Regions from separate parts of the Mus musculus genome. Here all the other regions are linked to region 5. A link is a contact called in public HiChIP or PLAC-seq data. All regions are on one chromosome and are shown on one strand. The core of a region is the stretch at or near the end of the contact, and the rest is flanking DNA. Distances in the headings are between cores, read along the strand shown.

Region 1 (2,838 bases), core at 223-2,722, 700 kb after region 5:
TGGGGCTTGCTGCCCAGCTGGCCTAGCTGGATTGGCACACTCCAGATTCAGTGAGACACTGTCACAGTGAGGTGGCAGAAGCCAGTGGGATGCCTCAGCTGGGGAAGCACTTACTGACAAGCCTGAGAACCTGCGTTTGGCCCCCAGACTCCACATGGTAGGAGGCGAGAACCAACTCCTCCTACCTTCATGTTCATGTCATGGTGTATGTGTATCCACATTAGATAAACAGATGTGACTTTCCCCCTAGACAGGCTGGCTCTGAACTGGGATATCCCCCTGCCTGTGCCCCTGCTTCTGCCTCTGCCTCTGCTCCTGAGTGCCAGGATTAAGGCATGTCCCACTGCTGCCTGGCTTTAGATCTGATTTTGTTTTAACTGAAAAATAAACAAATAGGGTGGAGAGTGACTAAGGAACACGCCCTAGGCCAATTGCTAGCCTCCAGATGCATGTGTGCACATGCCCACACACACAATTTTAAATAGAATAATAAAATTTTGCTATAAAAGAGTATGCCACATTATGCTGGCAAGTGGTACATCTGCTTGCCTCACCTCGTGATAGAGACCACATCAAGTCACTGACCAAAATATCAAGGATTGGGTAACTACTCTATCTGCACATCAACAAAACCATCAGACAGCACATTTCTTAGAGCACGTCCCCATTATGAAGCGATGCATAACTGCCTACACAGGTCACCACGCAGCCATGACCGTAAGACCGTAAGGTCCTGCTTGCCTCGTACCAGGGAACACAACGGCACTCATTCCATGCTTGTTTGAAATACGACAAGGCCTCCACACCTCACCCAGAACCACCGGTGGTCCAAGCAGAGTCCTCCATGAAGCCGAGTGGGCAGACCCTGCACTGGGGTCCAGCTAGGGGACACTGCAGAGTTCTCTTCTGCTCCTGCCCTTGTCAGTTCCATGAAAAATATTCCTCTGGCCACTTCCCTATCCCTTTCCCTCCCAATAGAAACCTTTGCATGGTTGGTGACTAACTTGCATATTGGCCAGGACTGTTCAGTTACTACCCTTGAGAACAATGACAAATTTATTCAGGTAATTGGGAGAAATACCGACCCCTCCCCACAAACAATCTTTCTTTTCCTTCCCACAAAAGCAGAGCCATAAAGAGCAGACAATGGTTACTTCCCCTGCCGCGGAACTTGACTGATGGTCTTCTGAATCTTTAAAACTGAGTCACCCGTTTCTTTCTTTCCTTCTGTCTTTTTTAAATCCGGGACAATTAATTATAAAAACCCATCTGCAAATGGTGCCCGTCAGCCCTGCTTCAAAAACATATTTCTTCTGAGACTGTGGAAAAAAAAAAAAACCCACTGTATTTAACTTTGATCTCAGAAACCTGGTGTGCCTAAAGATCAAAAGGACGTTCTCACTGGGGAGGCCAGGACAAAAGAGCTCGGTGCCAGTCCAAAGGGACAGCCTGACCTCCCACCCACCCACTGCTCGGCCTCCTGACTCAGCTCTGAGTCAGCCCTTAGCTCCTGCATAGTGGTCAGATAGCCTCAGTAGCAGCTTTTGAACAGCGAATGTGAAAGTCTCAGAAGCACCCTCCCTGAACCTCTGTCTGCCCAGGCAGAGGATGGGATACCAAGGTCTCCTTTCTCTTGCTTTGCTCTTCCATAGAGCTTTGCACGTTTGCTTTGTCTTCTGAGACAAAGGTGTAACTACATTTCCCCAAGCTGGCTCTGAACCCCTGGCTAAAGAGACCCACCCTACTCCTTCAGTAGGAGTGGGACAATAGGCACAACACCAATTTGGCTTTCTCAGGCTTTAAAGAGTCTAATCTTGCTCATATATTTTTTTCTTTAAACAAAGACATACGGATCCCAGGTATTACATGGGGTGGGGTGAAGGGGGTGGGGGTGTGCAGTGTGCATGGAATCCTGGTGATGGGGTGGACTTAAGACAGGCAAGTTTCTAAACACTTTCAGACCAGAGTCTCCACCCCACCCTTGTAGCTCTTGTTTGTCACTGGCCAGACTCCTCACCCTCAGCCCTCCCTTCCCAGCAAGCTTGATTCTGGAAGGGACAAAAAGAACCATCTTTGGGCTCAGCCTCCATTTTCTGGATGTCTCGCACTTTTGAAGGTGGCCAGGACTTCGCCTCAGTAGACCCCACTGGAGGAGGCACAGCAGGGAATCAGGTGGGCTTGTACTCCGGGAACACTCTTCCTGTGAGACAGGCCCAGTGACCATAGGATCCCTCCCATACCCTGAAGGCAGCGTGAGGTGTGGCAGCTGCTACACAGGATGAGATTCAGCAAAGAGCACACAACATCTGCCCTTGAGCAACTGTTCAGCCTGTGACAGTCAGGCAGCAAGCTTAAACCTGTCCCCTCCTGAAGGATTCAACATTTTCCATGCAGTGTTGCACACGAGGCCACACGTCTCCGCCAGGAGAGGGTATTAGCAGCCACTGCACATCTGCTCCACGCTGTGGCTGTGTTCTCCCCACTCTTCCATACTGCTATCTTGTCCAATCTCCAGATTCCTGGGGGCCTTAAAACTACTCACAATCCTGGCTATTTGGAAATAAAATATATTCCTGATGCTGAGAACAGAGAGGAGAAATAAATCGTTCTAGAGGGCAAAGAGAAACTTTAGAAGGCCTTGAGAAACCACTGGGAGTTTGATAAGCAGATTGCCCAGAACCAGTTCATAAAAGGGGCACAGTACATTTAAGGAATTCAGAAGGGAGCCACCTGGGGGACGGCTGGGGTCTGAAGTCTCCTTACACAGCAAGAAAGGAAGGGAGCCCCACAGGGAAGAGGCGGTGTATGAGACCCTCCAAGAGGATGGATCAGCACTGG
Region 2 (2,701 bases), core at 138-2,637, 580 kb before region 5:
AAGGTGAGGGAGTTCCTAGGCAGGAGATAGGTCAGAGGAGCAGAGTGGGAGGGGAGCAGAGCCGGGGTGAGGAGCTGAGGAGCCCAACCAGCACAGCGGGTGGATGAGGCAGCCGAGCCCAAATTAGAGACTGAGGCTAAAATTGGCACTCTAGGAGTGCAGGGCTGGGCTGGAAACCTGCAGCCCTAACACCACCCTCCCTGCCCCGCTACCGAGAAGAACAGAGCAGAAGCTGGTGACAGTGGCTGGGCCTCATCTCCCTCCCTCTTTCTTTTTTCTTTCTTTCTTTTTTTTTTCGGTGTTTTGAGACAGGGTTTCTCTGTGTAGCCCTGGCTGTCCTGGAACTCACTCTGTAGACCAGGCTGGCCTTGAACTCAGAAATCTCCCTGCCTCTGTGCAACACCACGCCTAGCCATCTCCCTCCCTCATTACCACACACTTTTGGGACTAGATTAGGTAGTACCCTAAATTTTTACAAAACTTTGCCCCAGGGTGCTCAGGTTTTTACAGAGAAATCGGAGACCTTGATAGGTGGAAACGGAGCAGACTGGAGAATTTCCCCAGTGGCAGGAAACTCAGGTTGACTCAAAGGGTCCAGAGAAATGAAAACCCACCCACACTCCTCAGCAAGCTCAAACGTTTCCAGACAGGGCCAAGTTGTTTCTATAGTCTCCTGTGGCAGAGAAAACTGGTGTCAGGACACAAGGAAGGATTTCCTCAGCTAGCCTCAGGAAAGGTGGAGCCTTCTCACCTTCACTGCCAAAGTAATTGGCAGAGGTGGGGCTGAGAAGGATGGTCAGAGTGTGGTCCACAAGGCCCAGAGGGGTGAGAAGCTGGGCGGGGGGTGGGGGGGGGTGAGGGGAAAACCCTCTCTTGTGGACTCCTAGCTTTTGGAAAGGAGTCCCCTTCTTCACTCTTTTGGGGGAGTGAAGCCTGTTAACGATGAAGCTTCTAGTTCCCCTTTCATTGCCCCCTCCCTCTTGTCATACCAGTCCAACATTGTAAAAGCGGTCTGTGTACTCAAGCCTGTTTGATGAGTGAGCCCTTATGGCTAGGTCTCCCAGTTACCGATAAGGTGATAGAATCCCCTTAGGGTCTTTAAAGAGTGAAGTTACCCGGAATGGGCGCCGGTGTTTTTCAAGGACAGCCGAGCTAAGGGAGGTCGCTGAGGTCAGAGAGTGTTCCTAAGCGCTAAAGGGAAAAGGGATCCTCGAACCTGTCCCAAGGACCCCTGTCCAGCAGACTGCAGCGATACTAACCCCGGCGTCCCGTCCGGTGCGCGGGTACCCCGCCCTGCCTCCGCTCCGCCTCTCCCCTTCCTGAGCTCGGGTGGGGGAGGAGACTAGGGTTTGAGGAACTGGTGCTGGGTGCAGGGGCGAGGGGACTCAGACTTCCTGTCCCCGAGGCCGACGCGTGCGGCCGGACCCCTCCCCCGCCGTTGCTGGACACCCGGGGCCGCCGCGTCCTCCCGCGGCTCACGCTGGATTATGTCTCGGATCGAATCCCTCACTCGCGCGCGGATCGACCGGAGCAAGGAGCAGGCAACCAAGGTGGGCTGGCTCTGCGACCGGGCGCCCTGCCGACCTCTGGGCCTCCGCCCCGCGTCCCGCGTCCCCCCGCCCGCTCTGGGGCGCCCGAGTCCGCGCGCAGCGGCCGGACGGGGTGGGTGGGGCTGCGAGCGCGTGAGGAGGGGGCTGGAGGACCGCAACGTGACCCGCGTCTCCAGCACCCGCGCAGCTTCTGTGCGGGGATCTAGGAGAGCTGAGCTGGGTTACCAGTGGTTCGGCGGGACCGAGTGTTTTGGGCCGCTCGGAAGAAAGTTGCTCCGGTAAGGGATCGAGCGGGAAAGAGGGGCGAGCGTGTCGGGTTCCTAGGGACGACGCTCTTGGGCACCCCTTTCCGCACCCCAGTTCCGGGGGTTGCTTGCGGCCGTGCCCGCTAGCGCCGGCTCGGTCGTTCCCCCTTTGTCCCCACCAGCGGGTGGAGGGGGCCGGAGGGGGTGTTTTCCAAGCTCCCTCCCCCACCTTCCCGCCCCTCCAAGACAAAAGTCAGCTCCTCCTCTTCTTGCGGATGGACTTTCCAGCTGTGATTCAGTTCTTGCCTGGGGTAGGCGGGTGGCTAGGGGTCAAGACAGCAAGCGGCCGCCCATTTTCTCCGCCAGGCCAAACCGATCCATCAGGTGAAGCAAGCTGCCTTTGTGTCGCTGGGATGCCTTCTCACATCCTGAGCGTCTCGGTGCCAGGACCCAGAGTAGTTCCCACCCTTATCTGTTTCATCAGCTTCCAGGCTCCTGGTTCTCCAGCCGCCTCGGTTAACCCAGTTCCCCCACTCCCCTCAGCCATATTTCGATTATCGCCTCGGCTTGGGGGCCCTTCACCTGTCATCTGGAGTCTGGCTGTGTAATTATCAGCACACTCTGCAATACGACCTCTCCAGCACGCCTTTACAAGTGTCCTTTATTCCTGTCTTTGTATTCAGACGCCCTCCCAAATGCCATGACTTTCCTCACCTCAGCTCACAGGAAGTGGTGAAGCCGAGGAGGACTTGTAGATGAATAAGTGAAGCCAGGGGGGCCTGGTTCAGGCGGACGGCGCCTCCCTGTACCTCAGGACACTCACATTATAAGGCTCTCTCGGAAAGCAAAGGCAGGAAGGGCTTTAATCTTAATCCCTGTCCTTAGCGAGAGCGTAATGACCCTCCC
Region 3 (2,720 bases), core at 92-2,591, 580 kb after region 5:
AAGTTATCCAGGTAGGCCTTGGCCTTCTGACTCTCCTAGATAGTTGCGACTACAACCCTGTTCTGCTAGGACTGGCTTACCCTAGTATTTTATGCTTCCAGCTTGTGGACATAGGCACAAAGATGGTATGCAGCTAAATGTTCAGGCTGCTCTGGTCATTAGAAAAACCAGCCCCACCCACACACCCACACTCATCCCCCCAGGCTCAAAGAACACGAATTTCTTAAAACATACGGAGTTAAACTTGGCCTAGTAAAGCTTTCTGCTAACATCACTGAGTGAATCAGTAGCCCAGCACCAAGGTACAGTCAGCTTCCAAAAAACATAGAGGTGGTGACGGTAGACGGGCCAACGGCTCACATGATGAATTGGTCCCAAACCCATCAGGCCTTACAACATCCTGGCACCTGCCAGTTTGCAGCTCTGGGTTTCAGGACCCTCCGTTGTCCTTTGTGATAGTGCCACCTAGTGGGAACGACGAGGTACTGCCGCAAACTTCAAGCCCCGTTCAGGATCAGTGCGACGAGGTGGGAAGAAGAATAGCAGGTAGGCGTGGGTGTCGTCTATGCAACCCCTAGCTTAGTACTCTGCACTCACACATAACGAAGCCCTGTGATTCTGTGGAGGAAGCCGCACCATCTGTCCCCTCAGACGTAGCTGACCAGCGACCATACTCGATACTTCAGTATCCCTGCACAGAGCCTTTGGGAACAGGCTAAAGAGGCCTCCCCGTCTTGTACAGTGCCATTGTTGTGATGGAGAAACTGAGGCTCCCCAGGAGCGTAGATAACCCAAGGTCACACACCATAGAGGAACCGCAGGGAGATCCAAGTCCGTTTCTCCGACCGTAGCGAAAGGCGCCTTCCCGCCGCAGACGCGGAGGCCGGTGACCCGGCCCGACGACCCCCATGGGAATACAGGACAGACACGGCCATGCGCCGCACGCGGGGGCCGCGGGACGCAAGCAGGAAGCCAGAGTCCCGCGCGGGGAGCCCCTGGGAACACAGGCACCGGCCACGTGACAAGAGACGCCGGCCATGTGACAGGGAAGCGCTGGCAAAGGCCCCCCGGTGCACGGTCACGCACGACGCACGTACACGCACGGAAGCGCTTCGAGCAGCGAGGCGAGGGCCTAGGGTCACATGTGGAGGGTGACAGGCGCGGGCCGGGGGGCGGGAAAGACGCGCGGATCACGTGCCGGGGGCCGGAGCTCAGAGGTCACGTGAGGCCGGAGGCGGGGCCGCCGCGGAGGGGGAGGGGCGCGCGGCTTCCGGCGGCCGTGGGGGGGGTGGGCCGGCGAGCGGAGGGGGCCTGTCCCGGAGGTGGCGGCGGCGCCATCTTGGCGAAGGGGGGATCAGGAAGTGCGGACCGCGGCGGCGGCGGAGCCCGGAGCGGAGGCCGGAGGCTCCCGGCCCGCCGGCCCCGGAGCGGAGCGGAGCGGAGGATGCAGCAGCCGCAGCCGCAGGGGCAGCAGCAGCCGGGGCCGGGGCAGCAACTGGGGGTCCAGGGGGCGGCGCCGGGGGCCGGGGGCGGCCCGGGAGGGGGCCCGGGGCCAGGGCCCTGCCTGAGGCGGGAGCTGAAGCTGCTCGAGTCCATCTTCCACCGCGGCCACGAGCGCTTCCGCATTGCCAGCGCCTGCCTGGACGAGCTGAGCTGCGAGTTCCTGCTGGCCGGAGCCGGAGGGGCCGGGGCCGGGGCTGCGCCCGGACCCCATCTCCCCTCCCGGGGATCGGTGCCGGGGGACCCCGTCCGCATCCACTGCAACATCACGGTGAGGACCTCGCTTGCGCCACGCTGGGGGTCCCTTGTCTGGTGATCGAAATCACACCATACAACCTCCTGCTCTCGAAGGACCCGGAGGCCAGAGCCCCCCTCTTGGTGCTTGGCTCCTTCTCTCCAGGCTACACTTGTTTCTTCAGCTTGAGGTTCTGTGGTGCAGTCACAGTCTCTACTGTTGACCCCTGAGAGCAAGGGACATCGGGACATGTGGCCCCTCAACCACCTCCTCCTATGAATCCACCCACACCTCAGGTTTTATGATTTTGGCTCCTTCTGCTTACTCCTCCACAACTTTACCATGTCACCTAGAAATGACCCATTCTTCTCCCCACCCCAACTCTAATAAGATTCCAGGCCTGTGCTGGAAGGACGTAGCCTGGAACTCAGCCCGGTTCCATAATGACCCTTCTCAGTAGTTCTTTCCACTTATATGTACCCACCTGTAGGCTCCCTGCCTAGGCATCCCTCGTACAACCCCTCTTTGCTCCCTGAATTTCACTAAAGAATAGTGCCGTTCATTGACCCCACGTTGGATCTCCTCTTACTAACTCTGGTGTAACTAACCTTTAATTCCTCTTTTTGCCTTGGCTCGTAGCAGCTTTGCCACTTCCTCCCCACTCCTGGGGTCACATCTGCTTATCCTAGGTGACTGTCACCTTTTCTGGTGGTGACAGCAATGTGTGTTTTGAGCGGCAGCAGTGCCATCGCTCCCCAGTAGGCATCGTTCCATCCTACCTATCCTTGGTCAGGAGGCATCTTCCATGCGTCCTGCCTTATTTTATTCCCTAGTGTCCCTTGAGGAAATTGTTGGGTGCAATTTTATAACAGCTGGTACTGCGCGATACAGTGCTCACGTTGTTGGATAACGCCCACTGTAATGGTCTTGTCCCTCCTGGAGCACCTTTATCCACACTGGAAACGGGAGTTGCCTGGGGGGAAGA
Region 4 (3,034 bases), core at 523-3,022, 870 kb before region 5:
TACTACCCTCTTAACTCCCCTCCCCATGCACTGAATAAACTATACTAAAAAAAAAAAAAGAAAAAGAACAAAAACTGGCCTAGGTGGAGTCATGCCTGTAATCCCAGCACTCTGGAGGCAGCAGCAGGCAGATCTCTGAAAGGACAGCCTGGTCTACAGAACAAGTTCCGAATAGTCAGGGCTGGGCTATGCAGAGACCCTTGTCTCTAGGTTAGAACCTAGTGTCTAGGTTGCGTGTATAAGCTCTGTCAAAGCACTTGCTTAACATTATCATGTAAGTAATCCTGATTCTTTTTTTTTAACAAGGTCTTCTATGTAGCCCTGGTTAGCTAGGATTAAAGGCTTGTGCCAGAACACCTGGTTCAAATTTGTACTGTGCATTAGTCTAACAGATTTAAGTTGGAGATGGAGAAAATGCTCAGTAATGAAGAGCACTGACTTCTTCCAGAGGACCCAAGGTTTGATTCCCATCATCTCCATGGTAGCTCACAGCCATCTGTAACTCCAGCCTCAGAGGATCTGACATCCTCTTCTGGTCTCTGAGGACACCAGACACAGACAGACATACAGGCAAAATACTTTACATGTTAAGATTTTAGGAAAAACAGGCTGGTTGTGGTGCTCATGCCTTTAATTCCAGCAGAGGAGGTAGAGGCAGGCAGGTGGATCTTTAATAGTTCAAGGCCGGCCTGGTATGTATAAAGAGTTCCTGGACAGCCAGTCCCTGCCTACTTGGTAATCTAATAAATGAAATGCATTTACCTGCTGAACATCTCATGCCCCAGACCTTGAATTTCTGGTCTTCCTCTTCTCACCTCTTGGCTGGAATTAGGGTGTCTTGGTCCCCTTGTAGAAACAAGCCTCCATTCCTGTTTGGTTCTGTTTTCTGAGACTACCATACCTAAGGATTCTTTTATTATTCTTTTACTTTTTTTGTTTGTGTTTTTGTCTTTGTTTTTTCAAGACAGGGTTTCTCTGTGTAACCCTGGTGTCCTAGCACTCACTTTTCTCAAACTCAGAAATCCGCCTGCCTCTGCCTCCCAAGTGCTGTGATCAAAGGTGTGCGCCACCACCGCCCGGCATTCTTTTACATTTTACTGCACTTGTTTTATGTGAGCAATGCACAGAATGCATGTGTAAATCAGGTTACAGCTTCTGGCAATTATTTTTCTCCTTCTACCGCGTTGGTCCTGAATATATATCCAACTCATGTTCAGTTTAGAGCAAATGCTGAGGCATCTTGCTGACCCCCAAGGGTTCTTTTATATCCAATTCCTCTCTATATCTTTCCTTTTTTGTTTTGAAGATTTTTTTTTATTATTATATCTAAGTACACTGTAGCTGTCTTTAGCTGCACCAGAAGAGGACGTCAGGTCTCATTACGGATGGTTGTGAGCCACCATGTGGTTGGTGGGATTTGAACTCAGGACCTTCGGAAAAGCAGTCAGTGCTCTTAACCACTGAGCCATCTCTCCAGCCCTCTCTATATCTTTCTAGCACAGAGCAGTAACATACAAATTACTCTGTTAAATTGTGTGGAAATTTTAATCTGGGTTTATTCACCAGAGGTGATGTAGGTGGGGCCGGTAGGGTGTCTGCAGTAAGGTAGGAGTATGTTTGCACAGCTAGTCTAGGATGCCTAGGCCAACCTGTTGATGATAAAATACCTGTTCACCTTGAGCTTTCGGGAGGCTATTCCAACTTAAACAGATCTGGGTTAATAGAAGCGGCCCCTTTAAGAACTTTGTTGGCCCGCCCTCAAAAGGGATCAGCAGGAAAGGAGTCATGTGACTCTGAGGCTCTTCCGCTGAGTTTAACTAGCTGTGGCTGTATGTTTCGCTGTTGGGGACCTCACTGGGGCTGGGTCCCCTGTGCCCCTACCCCATGGCTCCTTTTGAGTCTACTTGTGTGTTCAGCTCCATTTGGCCTGCAGGGAGAAGAGACTCGCCAGGTAAGGGCTCTGGAACTGAAGTTATAGATGTTTCCGGAAATCCTACCTTTCTAGGATGACCGGAATCTGGGACAACAGAGGGGTGGAAGGTGGATGCAAGAGAGATAACAACCCAGAGAGCTCAGTGTGGAGTCACGAGTGATTGGAAGAATTGTGGAGGGGTCAGGCATGACTGCGTCCTGCTTTCTGACGATGTCTGAGCCATGGCTCAGCCATTGTAGCCCAGGAACAGGCAAGTTTGGGGACTTAAAAGCCTTGTTAGCTCTGAGCCCTCTGAGTAATCCTGGATCCACCCTATGTTCTCAACCCTACATCTGCCCCTGATTCCAAGTTCCCCTCAGTTTCTACATTTCCCTCTTGCCTGGTCCTCAAGAGCCCTTGCATTGCCCAGGTCCTGTCCTCCACCTACAAGCTGCAGCTTTGCCTGTGAGCATACCTGATCTTGCTCCTTCCGCCCCACTACCCCGTGTTCCAGGTATCTATGGAGGTTATTTCCGGCTGGCCAAATCCACAGAACCTGCTTCATATTCGGGCAGTGGGCAGCAACTCCACCCTGCACTATGTGTGGAGCAGCCTGGGGCCTCCAGCTGTGGTGCTGGTGGCCACTAACACCACTCAGAGTGTCCTGAGTGTCAACTGGAGTCTCCTGCTGTCTCCCGATCCTGCTGGGGCCCTGATGGTGCTCCCCAAGAGCAGCATACAGTTTTCTTCTGCTCTCGTCTTCACCAGGGTGAGGGTCTGAAGGAGCCCAGAGAGAAGATCACAAGAAGAGAGTCCATCCTACCCCCAGGGCGAGGGACGGGTTTAGCCCAGGGTGGGTGAAGTGAATGCAGTTTTGGGTGGGGTGACTGGGAGGGATATTCAAGAGAAAGCCAGAGGGAGGCAAGCCTCTTCCACTCTACCCTGTCCCCAGCTGCTTGAGTTTGACAGCACCAATGCGTCCGAGGGGGCACAGCCTCCAGGAAAGCCATACCCTCCGTACTCCTTGGCCAAGTTCTCCTGGAACAATATCACCAACTCATTGGATCTTGCCAACCTGAGTGCCGATTTTCAAGGCCGCCCTGTAGATGATCCTACTGGAGC
Region 5 (2,843 bases), core at 105-2,604:
CACCACCACCTTTCAAGAGTTCTACATCTTAATCTGAAGGCTGCTAGCAGAATACTGACTTCTAGGCAGCTAGGGTGAAGGTATTAAGCCCATACCCACAGTGACACACCTACTCCAACAAGGCCACACCTCCTAATAGTGCCTCTCCCTGGGCATAGCATTTACAAACCATCACAATTATTGTTGTTGTTGACAGAGTCTCTCTACATAGCTCTGGTTGTCCAAGAACTCCTATGTAGACTAGCCTGGCCTCAAATGCGCAGACATCTACCTGTTTTTCTGCTTTACTCAGGGGTGGGCTATGCTCAGTTTTAAGATGTATTTTCATTACGTGTATACCCACTTGAGAGCTGGTATCCCCTGGAGGTGGAGTTAGCAGCAGCTGGGAGATACTGGATGTGGATACTACAAACTACCTGGGGTCCTCTGGAAGAGCCATCTCTCCAGCACACTTCCCCACCCCCGCCTTTAGCATCACCCTAGACTCTAAGTTCCAAATCAGGGATTTGCTCATTGAACCTAACACAGTGTATCTATCCACCCCACCCCACCCCCGCCCCCAGCGTATCTATCTTTAGCTAACATTTAGTATGCCAGTCCTGGTGGCTCTCACTGAGCACTTGAGAGGTTGAGGCAGCAGGATAATCGAGGGTTCAAGGCCAGGCAGGACACCCTGTCTCAAAATATTAAAACCAAAACCGCCCCAAAGTGGCAGCAAAATAATCTAAAGAGTTTTAGGTTCTTACTACTGCGGGAACAGCAAGATGCCCTCCAGGAATGGGAAAAGGAAGAGTCACGGCCCAGAGATGATATCAGGCTGCAAGGGCTCTTGAATAATTCACAAGGAGAGTGTAGCCTCAGGAAGGGTTGGTATGCAGCCAGGACAACAAAAACAAGTAGGAGGTAAAGAACCTTGCCTCACCAGGGCAGTTTCTGGAGACTTAATCTTCCCTGTGCTGAGGTTCCTTAAGGAGTAAACTCAGGAATCTTGATCCGATCGCACAGGGTAAGCTCACTGTGCAAACCCAATCGCCTCTCCTAACCTATTCGCAGTGCTTGGCCCTACAGACACAGTGGCGCATCAGCCACCCTCGCCTCAACCCCTGTTTGTGTAGTCTACATTATAGACTAAGAACAACGCGGGTCAGTTACACGACTCTGTCCCAGGAGAAACAATGAAAAGAGAAGGCCTGGGATCCCACTTTCTAAGGAGCCTCAACCTCCTCGCTAAACCGAAAGCTTAGCCTCCAGTTTCGCGCCTGCGCATTTTGGTACTGCAGCTCTAACCCAGCAGGCTCTGAGGGAAACTCGCCTTGCCCACCTCACGCTCCCCCAGACGAATCTCACGCCCAGCCCTCGCCTCTAGTAACTTCTATCTTCATGCCTCATTCGTCTCAGGCCCCTCCCACAGCCCCACCCTCACACTACACCTCGCCCCACCCCCGCCTCACGCCACGCCCCGCTCCCGTATGGCGTCCCGCCCACTTGCCTTTGGCTGCTGTGATTTCCTTTAGCCTCCGGTTGGGGCTGCTGTTTCTCTGATTAGACCTCAGGCAGAATTGATACTGGTCAATTCTGCCTGAGTTTGGTGCGTTAACTTTTTCCTTTCCAGCATTTGCACGGAACCATCCTGTTATCATTATTAGTTGCTGTGCTAGTTAGTTTTTGTCACCTTGACACAAACCTAGACATTTGGGAAGACCCTCATCTAAGGAATCATCTCCGTTTGATTAGTCTGTGGAGCATATTTTTCATATTTGATTGGTATGATAATAAGATCCAGAGCACCGGGTGGTACTACTCGACCCCTGGATAGGTAGGTAGTCCTGGGTTTAAGAAAGCTAGCAGAGCAAACCATGGGGCACAGTCATCGTTCCAGTTTCTGCTATTGCTCCTAACCTGACTTCCCCCGTGATGGATTGTGTCTGGGAGTCGTAATATGAAATGAACCCTTTCCTCCTCAAGTTGTGTTTTAGTTATGCTGTGTATTACAAAGACAAACCAAAACAGTTGCAAAAAGACTTGTGTTTTACAAATAAAGAAAAGGTAAAGGCTCAGGGAGTACGCTATTGTGTAGTAGCCAGACAACTTAAGTCTGGTCCCTAAAATACTTAACATGGAAAAGAGGAAGCCTACTCACTCATGTGGCTGCCAGCGTGCACCTGGGAACATGCACTCACATACAATAATTAAGTAAATACAACAGAATATAAGTTTAATTTTTAAAAGGGGATGAAAGGCGGGCCAAAAGGCTCAACCATTGCTGGAACACACTGTAAACACAGAAAGAAAAAACAAACTCTACAAAGTTGTCTTCTGACCTCCACACAGGTGCCATCATTCTCCTGCCCCACCAAAAAACACAAGAAAGGTTTTAAAAAGAGGTGATCTGGGCATCGTTATGCAAGCCTTTAATCTCAGCACTTGAGAGGCAGAGTCAGACAGAGCTCTTTGAGTTTGAGGCTAGCCTGACCTACTTAGATTGTCCTAGTCCGGGATACATAGTAAAATTTGTCTTTTTTTCTCTCTTTCTCTCTTTCTTCCTTCCTTCCTTCCTTTCTTTCTTTCTTTCTTTCTTTCTTTCTTCCTTTCTTCCTTTCTTTCTTTCTAAGACAGGGTTTCTCTGTGTCACACTGACTATCCTGGAACTCACTCTGTATAAAAGGCTGACCTCAAACTCAAAGATCCATCTGCCTCAGCCTCCTGAGTGCTGGGATTAAAGGTGTGGGCCACCACTGACCAGGCCAACAATCAGGTTCCTACTGAAACAAAATTAGGCTTCTGCCTAAGATTAGATGTAGATCATCACAGATAGATGTAGATCATCACACAACTGAAGGCAG

What was found. HiChIP or PLAC-seq counts read pairs in DNA pulled down with a chosen protein or histone mark.
Region 1: a FOXA1 HiChIP or PLAC-seq map of pancreatic cancer cells shows a contact between it and region 5. The contact joins two enhancer-like sites. A contact is called at or near these places in 1 of 115 datasets of contacts at active chromatin or transcription factors (pancreatic cancer cells) and 1 of 9 other capture datasets (liver).
Region 2: an H3K27ac HiChIP or PLAC-seq map of stem cell-derived neural progenitor cells shows a contact between it and region 5, with 5 times the contacts expected there. The contact joins the promoter of Arhgef2 here to the enhancer-like site in region 5. A contact is called at or near these places in 2 of 39 promoter capture datasets (cranial neural crest and maxillary cranial neural crest), 6 of 115 datasets of contacts at active chromatin or transcription factors (embryonic hindbrain, embryonic midbrain, memory CD8 T cells and 3 more) and 2 of 9 other capture datasets (adipose tissue and liver).
Region 3: an H3K4me3 HiChIP or PLAC-seq map of pro-B cells shows a contact between it and region 5, with 2.9 times the contacts expected there. The contact joins the promoter of Ube2q1 here to the enhancer-like site in region 5. A contact is called at or near these places in 3 of 39 promoter capture datasets (the C10 cell line, cranial neural crest and hippocampal neurons), 1 of 484 Hi-C or Micro-C datasets (embryonic stem cells), 5 of 115 datasets of contacts at active chromatin or transcription factors (embryonic forebrain, forebrain, memory CD8 T cells and 2 more) and 1 of 9 other capture datasets (adipose tissue).
Region 4: a contact with region 5 is called in an H3K4me3 HiChIP or PLAC-seq map of bone marrow-derived macrophages, with 7 times the contacts expected there. The contact joins the promoter of Glmp here to the enhancer-like site in region 5. A contact is called at or near these places in 4 of 115 datasets of contacts at active chromatin or transcription factors (astrocytes, bone marrow-derived macrophages, memory CD8 T cells and 1 more) and 1 of 9 other capture datasets (liver).

Annotation. Positions count from the first base shown.
Region 1 is chr3:89,895,264-89,898,101 of GRCm38.p6, forward strand. The region is part of intron 1 of Il6ra (interleukin 6 receptor, alpha); the gene reads right to left. Among named protein-coding and RNA genes, the nearest start is that of Il6ra, 17 kb to the right of the region's middle. Within about 2 kb of position 1,473, at least 88 of the 459 cell types and tissues checked have an H3K27ac peak or open chromatin away from gene starts, as enhancers often do. A contact at or near this core is called in pancreatic cancer cells, where this site is marked.
Region 2 is chr3:88,619,772-88,622,472 of GRCm38.p6, forward strand. Arhgef2 (rho/rac guanine nucleotide exchange factor (GEF) 2) reads left to right here and starts at 1,388. Exons shown (of 22, transcript NM_008487.4): 1 at 1,388-1,550. The coding sequence starts at 1,488. It overlaps Gm20652 (a long non-coding RNA gene), which reads right to left and starts at 1,334. Exons shown (of 2, transcript XR_375820.2): 1 at 1,260-1,334.
Region 3 is chr3:89,772,268-89,774,987 of GRCm38.p6, forward strand. Ube2q1 (ubiquitin-conjugating enzyme E2Q family member 1) reads left to right here and starts at 1,342. Exons shown (of 13, transcript NM_027315.4): 1 at 1,342-1,771. The coding sequence starts at 1,445. 4632404H12Rik (RIKEN cDNA 4632404H12 gene) reads right to left here and starts at 1,133. Exons shown (of 2, transcript NR_130957.1): 1 at 235-1,133.
Region 4 is chr3:88,323,251-88,326,284 of GRCm38.p6, forward strand. It overlaps Glmp (glycosylated lysosomal membrane protein), which reads left to right and starts at 1,773. Exons shown (of 6, transcript NM_020003.1): 1 at 1,773-1,951; 2 at 2,427-2,681; 3 at 2,865-3,034. The coding sequence starts at 1,832.
Region 5 is chr3:89,195,282-89,198,124 of GRCm38.p6, forward strand. No RefSeq gene overlaps it. Among named protein-coding and RNA genes, the nearest start is that of Gm23269, 4.6 kb to the right of the region's middle. Within about 2 kb of position 1,355, at least 351 of the 459 cell types and tissues checked have an H3K27ac peak or open chromatin away from gene starts, as enhancers often do. A contact at or near this core is called in adipose tissue, bone marrow-derived macrophages, forebrain and 5 more, where this site is marked.